Linked DNA regions of Sus scrofa: regions 2 and 3 are each linked to region 1. The links are chromatin contacts, called in public HiChIP or PLAC-seq maps. All regions are on one chromosome and are shown on one strand. Each heading gives the region's core, a stretch centred on a gene start, on an enhancer-like site or on the middle of the called end of the contact. The rest is flanking DNA. Distances are from core to core; before and after follow the strand shown.

The links. HiChIP or PLAC-seq counts read pairs in DNA pulled down with a chosen protein or histone mark.
Region 2: a contact with region 1 is called in an H3K27ac HiChIP or PLAC-seq map of alveolar macrophages. The contact joins the enhancer-like site here to the promoter of IPO13 in region 1. A contact is called at or near these places in 7 of 47 Hi-C or Micro-C datasets (alveolar macrophages, brain, embryonic fibroblasts and 3 more) and 1 of 2 datasets of contacts at active chromatin or transcription factors (alveolar macrophages).
Region 3: a contact with region 1 is called in an H3K27ac HiChIP or PLAC-seq map of alveolar macrophages. The contact joins the enhancer-like site here to the promoter of IPO13 in region 1. A contact is called at or near these places in 1 of 5 promoter capture datasets (liver), 9 of 47 Hi-C or Micro-C datasets (alveolar macrophages, brain, embryonic fibroblasts and 5 more) and 2 of 2 datasets of contacts at active chromatin or transcription factors (alveolar macrophages and skeletal muscle).

Annotation. Positions count from the first base shown.
Region 1 is chr6:167,345,075-167,349,059 of Sscrofa11.1, reverse strand. It overlaps IPO13 (importin-13), which reads left to right and starts at 1,255. Exons shown (of 19, transcript XR_298727.3): 1 at 1,255-2,090; 2 at 3,838-3,985.
Region 2 is chr6:167,499,798-167,504,041 of Sscrofa11.1, reverse strand. The region is part of intron 1 of ST3GAL3 (ST3 beta-galactoside alpha-2,3-sialyltransferase 3); the gene reads left to right. Among named protein-coding and RNA genes, the nearest start is that of ST3GAL3, 57 kb to the left of the region's middle. Within about 2 kb of position 2,316, at least 1 of the 83 cell types and tissues checked has an H3K27ac peak or open chromatin away from gene starts, as enhancers often do. A contact at or near this core is called in alveolar macrophages, where this site is marked.
Region 3 is chr6:167,517,783-167,522,245 of Sscrofa11.1, reverse strand. The region is part of intron 1 of ST3GAL3 (ST3 beta-galactoside alpha-2,3-sialyltransferase 3); the gene reads left to right. Among named protein-coding and RNA genes, the nearest start is that of ST3GAL3, 39 kb to the left of the region's middle. Within about 2 kb of position 2,560, at least 8 of the 83 cell types and tissues checked have an H3K27ac peak or open chromatin away from gene starts, as enhancers often do. A contact at or near this core is called in alveolar macrophages, where this site is marked.

The DNA of each region.
Region 1 (3,985 bases), core at 6-2,505:
CCAACTTGTCTTTCCAACCTCATCTCTGTTACTCATCCCCCTCCTTCCTCCCGGCCCCCATTCCCTCTTAAAGTGAACACAAACTATCTGTACGTCAAGCATTTTCTTGTTAAAGGTTTGTCGAATGACTAGATCCCCACCGGACTCTGCTTAACAGCTCATCAAGCCTCCCTCCTCCCCAGTCTTGCTGTTCTTCAAACTCAGAGCCAGTTTCTGGACTTTCTCAGGGAGGCCTTCACCCACCTTCTCAGGCCTCAGTCCTATGGCCCGCTTCCTCCACTGAGCACAAGCGCAGGGAGAGGTCTTTTCCCGTTCGATTACTTCCTTTCCCTGGCAAGCGTTAAGAAAAGGTCAAGCGGAGGGTAAGGGGCAGGGACTGCTGGGTCTGCCTGCAGCCAGTCAGATGTGGGGCTGGTCTCGGCTACCCGAGTTGTGTGCCCAGGGACGAGGTAAGCGCGACCCTCTCCAACTTTGGCTTCCTCCCCGGAAAACAATGAATGAAAATTACCCACCACGGAGGTGCTGAGAGAGGTGGACCTTAGATATGCAAAGCACTGATGCTAGCACTTCAATGGGAACTATTCTTACTTTAATCACTCAGAAACAGAAGTTGCTCCCAAGAACCCTAGGAAATTCTCCGAGCACTGTCCATGGTACGCGGTTTCCCAGTTGCTCGATGGGTGGCCCCGAGAGCCACCCTTTTTTACTACGGAGGCGTGCCAAGTTTCGTTTCTTCTCAGGGTGGTGCGGAAGCCGTCTTCCCAGACGGCCCCTCTCCGGGCCCCAGGTGGTGCCCGCGGCGGAGCACCAGAGTGACCGGGGTCCCCTGTATTCCTCTCCCCAACACACACCTTATCCTCCAGCCTGGGTTCCCAGCGCCATCCATCAACCCGTTGAGTCACAGCCGTCTAGGGAGCCCTCCCGCAGCGCCGCCCGCCGGTCCGACCGGGAGCGCTGGAAGCCGCGGTAAAACTGGGGTTGGCTGGGCTCCGCCAGCCCCAAGCCCACGTGCTCCCGGCCGCGGCCACCAGGCGCCGCCCTCTCGCTGGGCGCAAAACGGACTACATTTCCCAGGGTGCAAAGCTGCGGGGCCTTTGGCTCGGCGGGGGCCTAGAGCGGCGCGCCGCTCCGTCGCCTGCTCGGGGGCGCGCGTGTTGGCGCGAGGACGGGAGCGGAGACCCGGAATGAGTTGCCGCGCAGTTCCGCCGGGCCGTGCCGGGCTGCGCCGGGCCGGGTCGGGTCAGGGCAGGCGAGCCGGGTCGGGGGGGACGGCGTCTGTGTCGGCGGTGCCGAGGACAGGCGCTCGGGGCAGCCCTCACCTCTCTGAGGTCCCCGCCCCGTCCCGGCCGGGCCGGCTCGCCTGTCAGTCACTGGGGCGGAGGCAGCGGCGGCAGCGGGGCCGGAGCTCGGCGGTGAGAAGAGCGCGGGCCGGGCCGAGCGGAGGGAACCTGCCGCAGCCCCTCAACTCTCCGGACTCTTCGCCCCAGACCTGCGAAGCTGCAGCCCCGCGCTTCGTTGGACGCCTGCGTAACCTGCGAAGGGCTCTTTCCCCCGTGACCCCCCAGCCCCTTGACCTCCTCTTAGGACCCGAGAGCTCACTCAGAAGAGGGTGTTGTGGGTACAGGCCATCGACCCTGTGACCCTTGGCGGGCCGGGGCCTCGGTTTCTCCCAGGCCTCCCTCCCCTGTGACTCTCTCCTCATAGATTCCGGGGACAGAGCCTTGACCTACCACTAGGACCCCTCGCTTGCGAACTCCGCACCGGTGGCTTTCTCCTAGGAGTGCCCCTCCGTGGGTCTTCTCCGAAGGGCACCCCTTTTGGCCTTTGGCAAGCCCCCCGCCCCCCACCGAGGTGGGGAGGCCTCGGCAGCCATGCTCGCCCTGGGTCCCCTGTCACCCCAGCTCTCCCTGGGCACCCAAGCCGGGGTCTAGCAGGGGGGCCAGCAGCCAAGAGGCTGGGGCAGGAGACAGGTCACGGTCCACCTCCCTGCTGGGGAGGGAGCAAAGATGGAGCGGCGGGAGGAGCAGCCGGGGGCTGCAGGGGCTGGAGCGGCACCAGCCTTGGACTTCACTGTGGAGAACGTGGAGAAGGTATGAGGGCCCTGGGGTGGGCACTCCAGTGACAGAGCAGAAGTTCTGGGGACAGACACTAATGCCAGAGCCTAGGCCTGGGCTGGGTGCCCGCTGGGAGGGTGCCTCCAGAGCACCTGGCATTTGCTGTCTTTCTGGGCAGCAGTAGCCTCTCAATAGGCTATTTTTGGCCTTTCTTTGACCTGGGTCCTCTGTGGATACTCTAGGGTCTCGGGATGGCCCCCCCAGGGTGCTCCCCGTGTAGCTCTCCAGCCAGACTGGCTCTCCTCCAGCTCCATGGGAACTGCAGGAGCAGTGCAGTAAGAAATCAGGAACCCAGGAGACCTGCAGCTCAGTCCTCAGAAACCATGGCGATGCTGAACCCTCCTGGACCTGTTCTGTTGAGCCAAGGGCTCAGAGAATAACCTGGAGCTAAAACGATCTGGATGGTGCTTTCACTCTTCCTTGGGGAAGGGGCCTTCGTTTATTGGACCGAAGCCAGACCACTCCTGGTTGGTCCCCTTTATTTTGCCCAAGGGGCCTGGTCCTGCTGGCAGCTCCAGGGGCCTTCCCTACTCACCTGCCCGCATGGCTTCCTGCCACGGCACTCCCAGGCTCTCCCCACTGCCCAGTCCATCTTTTTTTTTTTTTTTTTTTTTGAACTTCTTTTTTCCTGGGCTCTGCCCCCAGAGGCTTGCCATGCAGACATGCATGTCCCCTGGGATGAATGGGGAGATGGGGCTCCCTTGCTGGAAAGCAGAGAACGGTTGCAGATATTCATTTGTCATTCTCGAGCCCTGTGCGCCATACCAAATGGTGAGGATGCGTCTCTCTGCTTCTGTTCTCCGCCTGCCTCAGCATCCCCGGGGAGCCAGACAAGGGACAGTGGCCATAACGGACTGTCAGAGGTACAGACGGGGCTGAGCCTCCTTGAGTGGAGCCTGCGTTGAGGGGGAGAGGTCTGGTCTCCCTCTTCCACCCCCCCGGGGCTGGGCAGTGTTGGCATGGTGGCGCACTGTTCCATGTGCTACCAGGGAGATAAACGGCTGTTTTCTTACTGTGTGAAGTCCCAGTGGAATGGGGACCCTGGGGGTTTGTCTAATTGAGAGCTCCAGGCGAGGCATTTGCCAGGGCTGCAGGCCAAGACTGCTCTGGCCAGCTTCTTGGACCCTCTCCTGTGCTGTCTGAGGCGTGTTCTCACCCTCCCCTCCCTCCAGTTTGTCTCTGCCTAGAGCTGCCTAGCAAAGTCTTAGTCCTGCTCAGATTTCACAGTGGCTTTGGTGCCGGCATCTGGAGTGACCTGGGGGTGATTCTGGGGGATGCTAAATGGGGCCGGTGGAGTGGATGGGAGCAGCTGTGCCTGGGAGAGTCCGGGCCTCTCGGGCTGTTCCACGCTCCTTTCAGGCTCAGCTCCGTCCCTCTGGAGCCCTTCCTTCCACCCGGGCCTTGCCCATGACCTCAGGGGCTTCCCCTTTGGGGAACGCGGCCTCCTTTTTACTGCTCTCCTGTGGCAGTTCACTCCCTGAACCCATAATGTTTTGCTGTAAGGAGAAGAGGCTGTGGGAGAGCATGGGCAAAGTTCAGGCTCTCAAGACATCGGCGGGACCCCAGGTCCGAGAGACACTGCAGAGCCGTGAGCTCTCCCCTCCTGCTCAGCCCCCAGTCAGAGAGAGAGAGCAGTCTTGCAGGGCCAAGTCGTGCCCTGTGTTCTGGGCTCTGGCAGGATCCAGAGTGGCGAGCACCTGCTCAGTCCTATGCCGTCCTGCAGGCGCTGCACCAGCTCTACTACGACCCCAACATTGAGAACAAGAACCTGGCACAGAAGTGGCTGATGCAGGCCCAGGTCTCCCCACAGGCCTGGCACTTCAGCTGGCAGCTACTGCAGCCCGACAAGGTGCCTGAGATCCAGTACTTTG
Region 2 (4,244 bases), core at 1,067-3,566, 150 kb before region 1:
GTACAGTGGGTTAAAGATCTGGCATTGTCTCTGAAGCAGCTTGGGTCGCTGCTAAGGCACAGGTTCAATCCCCGTCCTGGCACCATGGGTTAAGGATCTAGTGCTGCTGCAACTGTGGCATAGGTCACAACTGTGGCATAGGTCACAGCTGTGGCTTGAATTTGATTCCCTGGCCCAGGAACTTCTATATGCTATGGATGTGAAAAAAAAGAAAGAAAGAAAGAAAAAATTTAAAAAGATAACAGCTTTCTTTTTTTTAACTCAGTGAGTTTTATTATATTTGTAGTTATACAACCGTCATCACAACCCAATTTTACAGCATTTCTATCCCAAACCCCCATGATAAGAGCTTTCTTAAAATAAAACTTATATACCGTATAATTCTCCCACTGAACGTTGCCGTTCTGTGGTTCTTGGCATATTCACAGAGCATGCAGACATCACAATCAATTTTAGAAATGTGTATTACCCCAGAGAGAAAGCCTGTACCCATTTGTAGGCAGACTCCATCCTCCAACCACCTCTAGCCCCAGAGATCTACCCCCGTAGATTTGCGTGTCCTGTGCATTTCATGTAAATGGAATCGTACATTCTGTGGTCTTTGGTTACCGGCTTCTTTCACGTCACGTTTCAAGGTCACCCATGGTCTAGACTTCATTTTTATGATGAAATAACCTTGTGGATACATCACACTTTATGTATCTTGTCAACCTTAACAGCCAGTTATTTTACTAGCAAAAGCGAGTTTACTTGGAAATAATGGAGGGATGGCAATTCAGAAAATATAAGCTGTGGCAAACCACAGGCAAATCCGGAAGAAGGGAAGGAGAACTTGTTCTTATAGGAAGAATGAGGGGAATTGGGAGGAGCTGTGATAACAAGAGAGTCCTTTGAAGGAAGCCGAGTCCAGAGCATAGAGGCTCTTCACTGCTGGGACTGCTGCAGCCTGTGATTGGCTGGGCCATCACGGGGTGAACGGTTTTCTTCTTCCATCTGGGTAGTATAATCGAGGCACCTTTTTTTCTTCTTCTTTTTTTTAACATAGATAATGTAACTGTCTTTAAAAAAAAAAAAGGGTTTTTAAAATTATAGTTGATTTGCAATGTGTCAGTTTCAGAGGCACCTTTTATTGGGGATCTGGCACATCCCTTCCTGTTTAGAGAAGTTGAGGATTCATGGCAGGGTGTAAGAGCACTTCCTACAGGCCTGTCTTGACTCCAGTTGTAGCTGAGGTGTCTTCAGTTAATTCCACATTTCCACCTTTTGCTTCAGCTGTTCCAGCAGTGAAAGCTTTGTGATCACATCAGGATGTCTCCATGTAGCAGTTTGTCCCTCAGCCCTTCCTTGGTTGTCATGTTCCTTGCCAGAGGGAAAATACACAAATTTGAAACCTCACGAGGTCACATTTGAGTAACAAAGAAAGGTGCTATAGAGAACTCTCAGGAGTTTCTTGCTAAAAGTCCATATTTAGTCAAGGTCATAAGTGCTTATAAATCATCTTGAAGCACTGGGCCAGCACCATCTTATTAGGAATGTCATTTTGATAAAGGTTTGACAAGCAATAGGTGCAGAGCTTAACAGGTATGCAGAACAAAGTGAAAAACAGCATAAGAAATCCACTTTGCAGGATGGTTTTTAACCAGGAGTCCAGACCTGAAGGCAGCCAGTGGATAAATAAAAGACAGTAGATTGTCAGGTGCAATTTGCTGTAACTCGTGTGCTTGCTCTTTAATTTTATGCATTTGGGTCTCTCCTTCCCCAGAGGCATTTATCCACATGCAGCAAGATGTGTTTGCTGTTGCACAGATGCTGATTTGTTCAGAGAGTAAGTAAGCAAGGACTCTGAGGGCATCCCAAACGACCTTGGCCAGTGAGAGAGGTGAACATTGCTGAGCTGAAACTGCATTGGCGATGGAATCCGCTAACTCCTAATGTCAGGAGAGATTCCTGATTATTTGTTCATTGGCTCTCACTCTGATCCATGGGAAGAAAGCTCTCCCTAAAGAGTCAAAACCAGAATCTTGTATGCTTCCTGGAAGTTCTTGCTGAAGGCGGTTGTAAAGGTTCAATGAGATGGACCTTTGAGAGGCTCTTGCTTGGTCGTTTATGGAGAACGAGGCAGGGAGTGCGGCAAGGGTGCACCGTCCTTCCCTTCTCTAGCTATCGAGCATAAAGGCAGTCCCCAAACTTTCATCTAGGAAGGTATGAGGGGTGCAGTGAGGCCCTCGCATACATAGCAGTCCGTGGAGTCATTCATTGGCATTGAGGCATTGGCATTACTTAACCAAGGCTCACACGTTAGGATGTTACACACTGAAGGTTTACGTCATCATGTAAACATATGTCAGCACTTTTACAAATGGTGTGACTGCCACTGCTGGCTCCACTGATCCTTTCATAGAAATATTCGAAAGATCTTGTTTTCCCATCCCACAGTTTGGGTCAAATTGAAGCAGGGAGTAAGTTTACGCAGGCTTCGCACACCGCCTCCATCAAATGGGCCCATGAAACCGTTTGGACGTCAGCAGTGTTTGGAATGAAATTACATATGGGGGTGAACCGAAGGGTCATTGCTGTCTTGGACAGACTGATATTTCTGCTGGTAAGTCCTGCTATTGGAGAGCTTTCCCCTTTCACAAGGGATTGGGAAATAAAGACAAAGGCATTGTCCTTCCATGGAAGGCGGGGGCGGGGGGGACCGGGTGAGAACAGTATTGAAAGAAAGGTACCCAGGCTTGGTCCACACGTCTTGGGAAAGCTGTCAGCCTCAGATGCTGTCTGCCTCAGAGCTGGTGAGCTTTGTCTCTGGGTCCCCACAGAGGCCAGTTGGGGTTCGGTGGCTTCTTTAAGCCCGGCGTGAGGATTCAGGAGTCGGCTCTTTGGAGTTTGGTGGCACAAGGATTAGTTAACAGTACCTAAGAGGGGCCCTTCCAGTGAGGCTGAGGAGAGTTCTTTTGAAATGCCTCTTCCAGTTAGGACACAACAGCTCCAGGTTGTAGAGTGTAATGTTTGCGGTCTTTGTCTCCTGGAAACATGCTGCGACAGGGGCTCTACTAGAGCCTGGTAATTTTTAGTAGATACAGGTAAGCCTTTGCAATGCAGGGTTGTGTCTCCCTTTTGTATCAGTTGTGGGTTGAAAGGAGCAGGAGCCAAGGGCATCCTCTTCCAGGAGCGGACTCCCATCGAACCTTTGCAAATATAGACATTGTCTGGGAAAACAGCGTGTTTAATAAGGGTTTCAGAGCTCTGGGAGAACCAAGTGGGGGGAAAAAGATAAGTGCTTCAATCTCTGTTGCAAATGTACACCTTACCAAATTGCTGTGAGTTTTAGATAGATTAAAGGAGAGGGGGAAGAGGGTTCCTTTACCCCTGGAAAAGAAAACATTAAAGAAATTGGTTTTCCATTAGTTTTAGAAATCCTTACCCAGTTCCATTAGTTTTAGAAATCTTAAAATTATCAAAAACCTGTACTCCAGAGTACCTGTCAGAGCTTTTTACATGAATCTCTTTAAAAATGAAGCGTCATTGAAGCATCAGTGTAAAGCAATAACTGCCTATAAGTGACAAAAAGATTTGAAAATGCCTGTTATTAAAAATCCAGTGAGAGTTCATTATAATGGAATTGACAAGGGGTTCTGTTGACTCCTATGCCACGCATCTTAAAATTATGACTGATGACATTATAATCAGGACATCTTAGCATTTCAGGAATTTCATACACTTTTTAAAATGTTTTTCAGAACATTTTTATTAACATATACCTATAGCAAATATAAGGTAAAAAGGTTTAGTACTCCTTACTCGACAAGTGTCTGATGTAATTTAACAAATAAGCTTGATTAGTTTAAAGTTTTTCACAGTGAGAGACAAATTCTTTGAGATTTTCCAGGGGCCCTGTGGAAAATCCCAGGTTGGTGCAAGGTCACAAAGGCTTCATTTAGAACTTGATTTTGGGAAAGTTTGTAGAAAATATCCAAAGGTTTTGGACATTTGATCAAATAGGATCATAGACTATTATGAAATGATATTTAATCATCTTTATTTGGTTAAAGTAACAAGTCATGTATTTCAAAGGCAAATACAAAAAGTCAGATAGTTGTAAGCAAAACTTAACTCTTTGAACATTGAGAAGATTTTATTTTCTTAAGTAATCAGAGACCAGATTAAGACAATATGAAGCACAAGAAAATATTTCGTTAAAACACAAATCTTTTGGAGTTCCCGTCGTGGCGCAGTGGTTAATG
Region 3 (4,463 bases), core at 1,311-3,810, 170 kb before region 1:
TAAGAGGGAATGAGGTTCTGATGTATCCTACAATATGAGTGAACTTTGAAACATTATGCTAAGTGAAAGAAACCAGTTGCCAAGGAGCACGTATTGTATGAAATATCGTAAAGAGGCAAACTTGTAGAAAGTAGGTTAGTGCTTGCTTAGGACTGAGGGAAAGGCGGATGATAGCTGAAGGGTATAGAATGGTTCTTCCTTGGCCATCATCTGTCAAGGCCACATCGGGATGGGCAGTGGGACGAAGGCCCCTCCTGGGAGCTGTATAGCTCTGGCAGTTCATTTCCTGTTGGTGGGCATTTGGGAGCCTGGGAATTCTTTTAAGACTTAATAACCACAGGCTGTTGCAGGCTGGGCTTGGAATTTCTTTAGCGGCACAGTTCCCTCAAAACCTAAGGAGCCAAGTATAAAAAGATTTTCTTGGAGATGGCTTAGGAAAGATGAATGTGTACTGAGCTCTGGATGGCATTGAGAAGCTATTAACTTTGTTGGATGCGATGATACTGTGGTCAGGTGGGAAATGTCTCTGTGTGTTAGAATCCTGTCTGCACAAAGTATTCAGGGATGAAGTAGCGTGATGTCAGGGGCGTGTTTTGAAATAATGCGGCCCAAAAAGGGAGAAGGAGAAATAAAGAGGGTGCGGGAGGGTAGGGAAGGAGAACCACACCGGGAAACCAGGTGTTTAGTTGTTTAATCTGTGGGGTGGGGCTCATTATATTCTTTCCACTTCTGTGTGGTTAGACAACTTGCGTTGAAAAAAAAAAAAATCAAACAAAAACCTTTCATTGGTAAGTAGCCACAGCTGCCGAAGACTCTGATCTTTTATTTGCTGGCCTCTGCTCTGTCCTTTCTCTAGCCCTTGAATTAGTGTGTGGCTACTTTGTGAGACCATTTGAAGCAGGAGGCTAGGGTGCAAGACCATACTGCTCTGCTCTGGTCCTCCCCTGTGGGTTCACTCCAGTTGTCTGGCAGGTAATTATAGGTTGAAGAAGGTTTGCGGGCCACAGTTTTCTCCTGTGAAAATTGCTGCTTGGCAGCATCCCCTTAAAATTGTTTCGATTTGGGTTAGTACCATTTATATACCAATATAATATGTATTTACATAGCAAGGGGGGGAGTCTTGTGCATGTATATTCATGTTTCTACATACACAGGCACATAGTACATATAGATTTGCATAAATATGTGTAAAATAACAAAGCATAAAACCTGATGACGATAACTTTGGCTGCCTTGGGGGAGGAGAAGTGGTAGCTAGGAGAGCATGTAGGATAAAAGAGACAAAGGACCAAATCCCGGGGGCAGCAGCATCTAAAGGGTGAGTGACAGGTGGTCACCTCTTAGAAAGTCACCCGGAATAAACGGTGTTTCTTACACTTTTAAGAAATCATGGGGAGTTCCTGTCATGGCGCAGCAGGAACGAATCCAACTAGGTAGCATGAGGTTGCGGGTTCGATCCCTGGCCTCACTCAGTGTCATGAGCTGTGGTGTAGGTCACAGACGCGACTTGGATGCTGCGTTGCTGTGGCTGTGGTGTAGGCCAGCAGCTGTAGTTCTGATTCGACCCCTATCCTGGGAACCTCCATATGCCACAGGAGCAGCCCTGAAAAAAAAGCAAAAAAAAAAAAAAAAAAAAAAAAAAAAAAGAAAGCATGGAAGACGCCTAAGAAGGGACAGCCAGAGAGACAGGAGGGAAAGTCAGAGGAAGGAGTTTCAAAAAGGAAGTGGTGCCCAGGCTTGCACGTGCCCTTTGACCCGGCCTTTCCACTTCCAGAGATTCCCCCGCAGGTATGAAGTACACTGGCACGTTGGCAAAATGATCCGTGTGTCGGATTATCCACATGAGCACTGTTGGTTCGCTTTTTGCATCACTGTTTTTATTTATTTGATTGTTCGGTTTTATTTTTAGGGCCACATCTGCGGCATATGGAGGTTCCCAGGATAGGGGTCGAATGGGAGCTGCAGCTGCTGGTCTACACCACAGCCACAGCCATGCCAGATCCAAGCCGCGTCCACGATCTACACCACAGCTCACAGCAAGGCCGGATCCTCAACCCTCCGAGCGGGGCCAGGGATTAAGCCCGAGTCCTCATGGGTACGAGTCAGGTTTGTTATCGTTGAGCCACCCCAGGAACTCTGCAGCATTGTTTTTAATAGCAGGAGTTTGGAAGCAGCTTCGGACAGCAGCAGGGGCCAGTTGAGCCGTCCAGTGGGGTGCTTTGCATCTGAATAATGTGAGGAGGCTCTGAATGTGCTGATACGAAAGGAGCTCGAAAATACATTGTTAAGTGTGAAAAGCAAGGATCAGGAGCTTTAGAATGCCTTCAACTTTTATCAGCCTTCCCAAAGGATGTGGCTGCCTACTGTGTTCTCACGGCAGAGTACTCTGTGTTGGTTTTCTCTGAACTCTAGTGTTCTTTCTTATTGCAAGCTGTAATTGGCATAATCAAATTTGTGAGATATTAAATCTCTCCATTTTGAGCCAATCACCGTTGCCTCCTGCTGTTCTGTCTGACTGCCAAGTGCCTTTATATGGCGTTTTAGCTTTTTAAAGGACCTTTGTATGTAGCCGTCTCCCTGAGCCACAAGAGGGCAGAAGAACCTTTTGGTTGCCTCTGCAGGCTTTGTGCTTCGATCTTTCTGGCATAATTGTGCCTGGCATTGGTCTTCCACTAATTCGGTCGCTAGGCTGTGTACACCTAAAGGCAGGGCTTGTGCCTGTCACCAGTGGAGGCAGTAGAGGGATGAGAAAAGAGAAAGGGATTTTGGAATCATAAATACCTGGCCTCTTGCTCCACCCCCCCCAAATTATTTACTGAACTGGTTGTCTGCTTAACCCGCCTCAGAGCTTCAATGCACTAGATGTATATGCAGTAGGCCAGAATATGCTAGACTTCCTAGAGGGCCGAGAGGCTTCAGAGTAAACAGGACCTCACTTTGACTCCAGCTCTGTGACCTTGGCTAATTTATTTACCCTGAGTGACCCTGAGTCTTATCACCTGCAGTACTAGTTAAGGAGATGCAGTGAGACGGTTCATCTTATCACCTGCAGTACTAGTTAGGGAGATGCAGTGAGGCGGTTCATCTTGTCACCTGCAGTACTAGTTAGGGAGATGCAGTGAGACGGTTCATCTTGTCACCTGCAGTACTAGTTAGGGAGATGCAGTGAGGCGGTTCATCTTGTCACCTGCAGTACTAGTTAGGGAGATGCAGTGAGGCGGTTCATCTTGTCACCTGCAGTACTAGTTAGGGAGATGCAGTGAGGCGGTTCATCTTGTCACCTGCAGTACTAGTTAGGGAGATGCAGTGAGATGGTTCATTTAAAGCTCTTGGCACGGTGTCGTGACAGGCACGGAAGTGACGGCTCTGATGACCAGATAACAGTACACAGGGATGCTGGGCCCTCCATAATTTTTGTTCGGTGGCGCTTTGTTATATATTGACTAATTTTTCACTTGATTACAAGCAAGGTGGTGCTATTTCCTTTAAGATGACTTCAGAGATCCTTTTCTTAGAGGGGCTCTCAGGGTGGTTGTGGTCTCTTACTTTCTTGCAGAGAGTTAGTCTTTTAATACTATAGCACATCCTGAGTTTTTGTAGAGTCTTAATTTTAGAACTTCCATCCCATTGTGATTTTGCGTATTTATTTATTTATTTTTGGTCTTTTTAGGGCCACACCTGAGGCATATGGAGGTTCCCAGGCTAGGGGTCACATCGGAGCTACAGCCACTGGCCTCCGCCACGGCCACAGCAACGCGGGATCCGAGCGGCATCTGGGACCTACACCACAGCTCACGGCAGCACCGGATCCTTAACCCACTGGGCAAGGCCAGGGATGGAACCTGCATCCTCGTGGTTGCTAGTCAGGTTTATTTCTGCTGAACCAAGATGGAAACTCCTGTGTTTTTATTTTTGATTAGAAAAGATGGTGTCTGTCGGAGTTCCTGCTGTGACACAGTGGGATTGGCGGCATCGTGGGAGCGCTGGGACACAGGTTCAGTCCCTGGCCCAGATCCTGGGCTGGGGATCTGCCGTTGCCACAGCTGCAGTTTAGGTCGCAGCTGTGGCTTGGCTCTAATCCCTGGCCTGGGAATTCCATAGGTCATAGGGCAGCCAAAAAAAAAAAGAAGAAGAAGAAGAAAAGCAAATGTGATATTTGTGCCCTATACAGATGTCCAGAGGCAGGGTCGGGTACACAGTGTTGCATCAAGGATGCAGGGCCTGTCCTGGGTTGGGATCACTGGGAAGCGTCTCCGAGATAAAGATCAGTGTGCGGAAAGCTTACTGGGGTGTGCTTTCGGGAGCAACACCCCTGGAAGGAGAGGACATGAAAAAGAGGAAAGAGCAGGATTGTCCAGAGGGAAAAGCTGGGCTGAGATGAGTCCCAAGAAAGGCCTCAGGCGACCCCACGGGGTCTGTGGAGTTGGGATGGTCCTTCTGAGTTGGGCGAGGGGGCAGGGGGC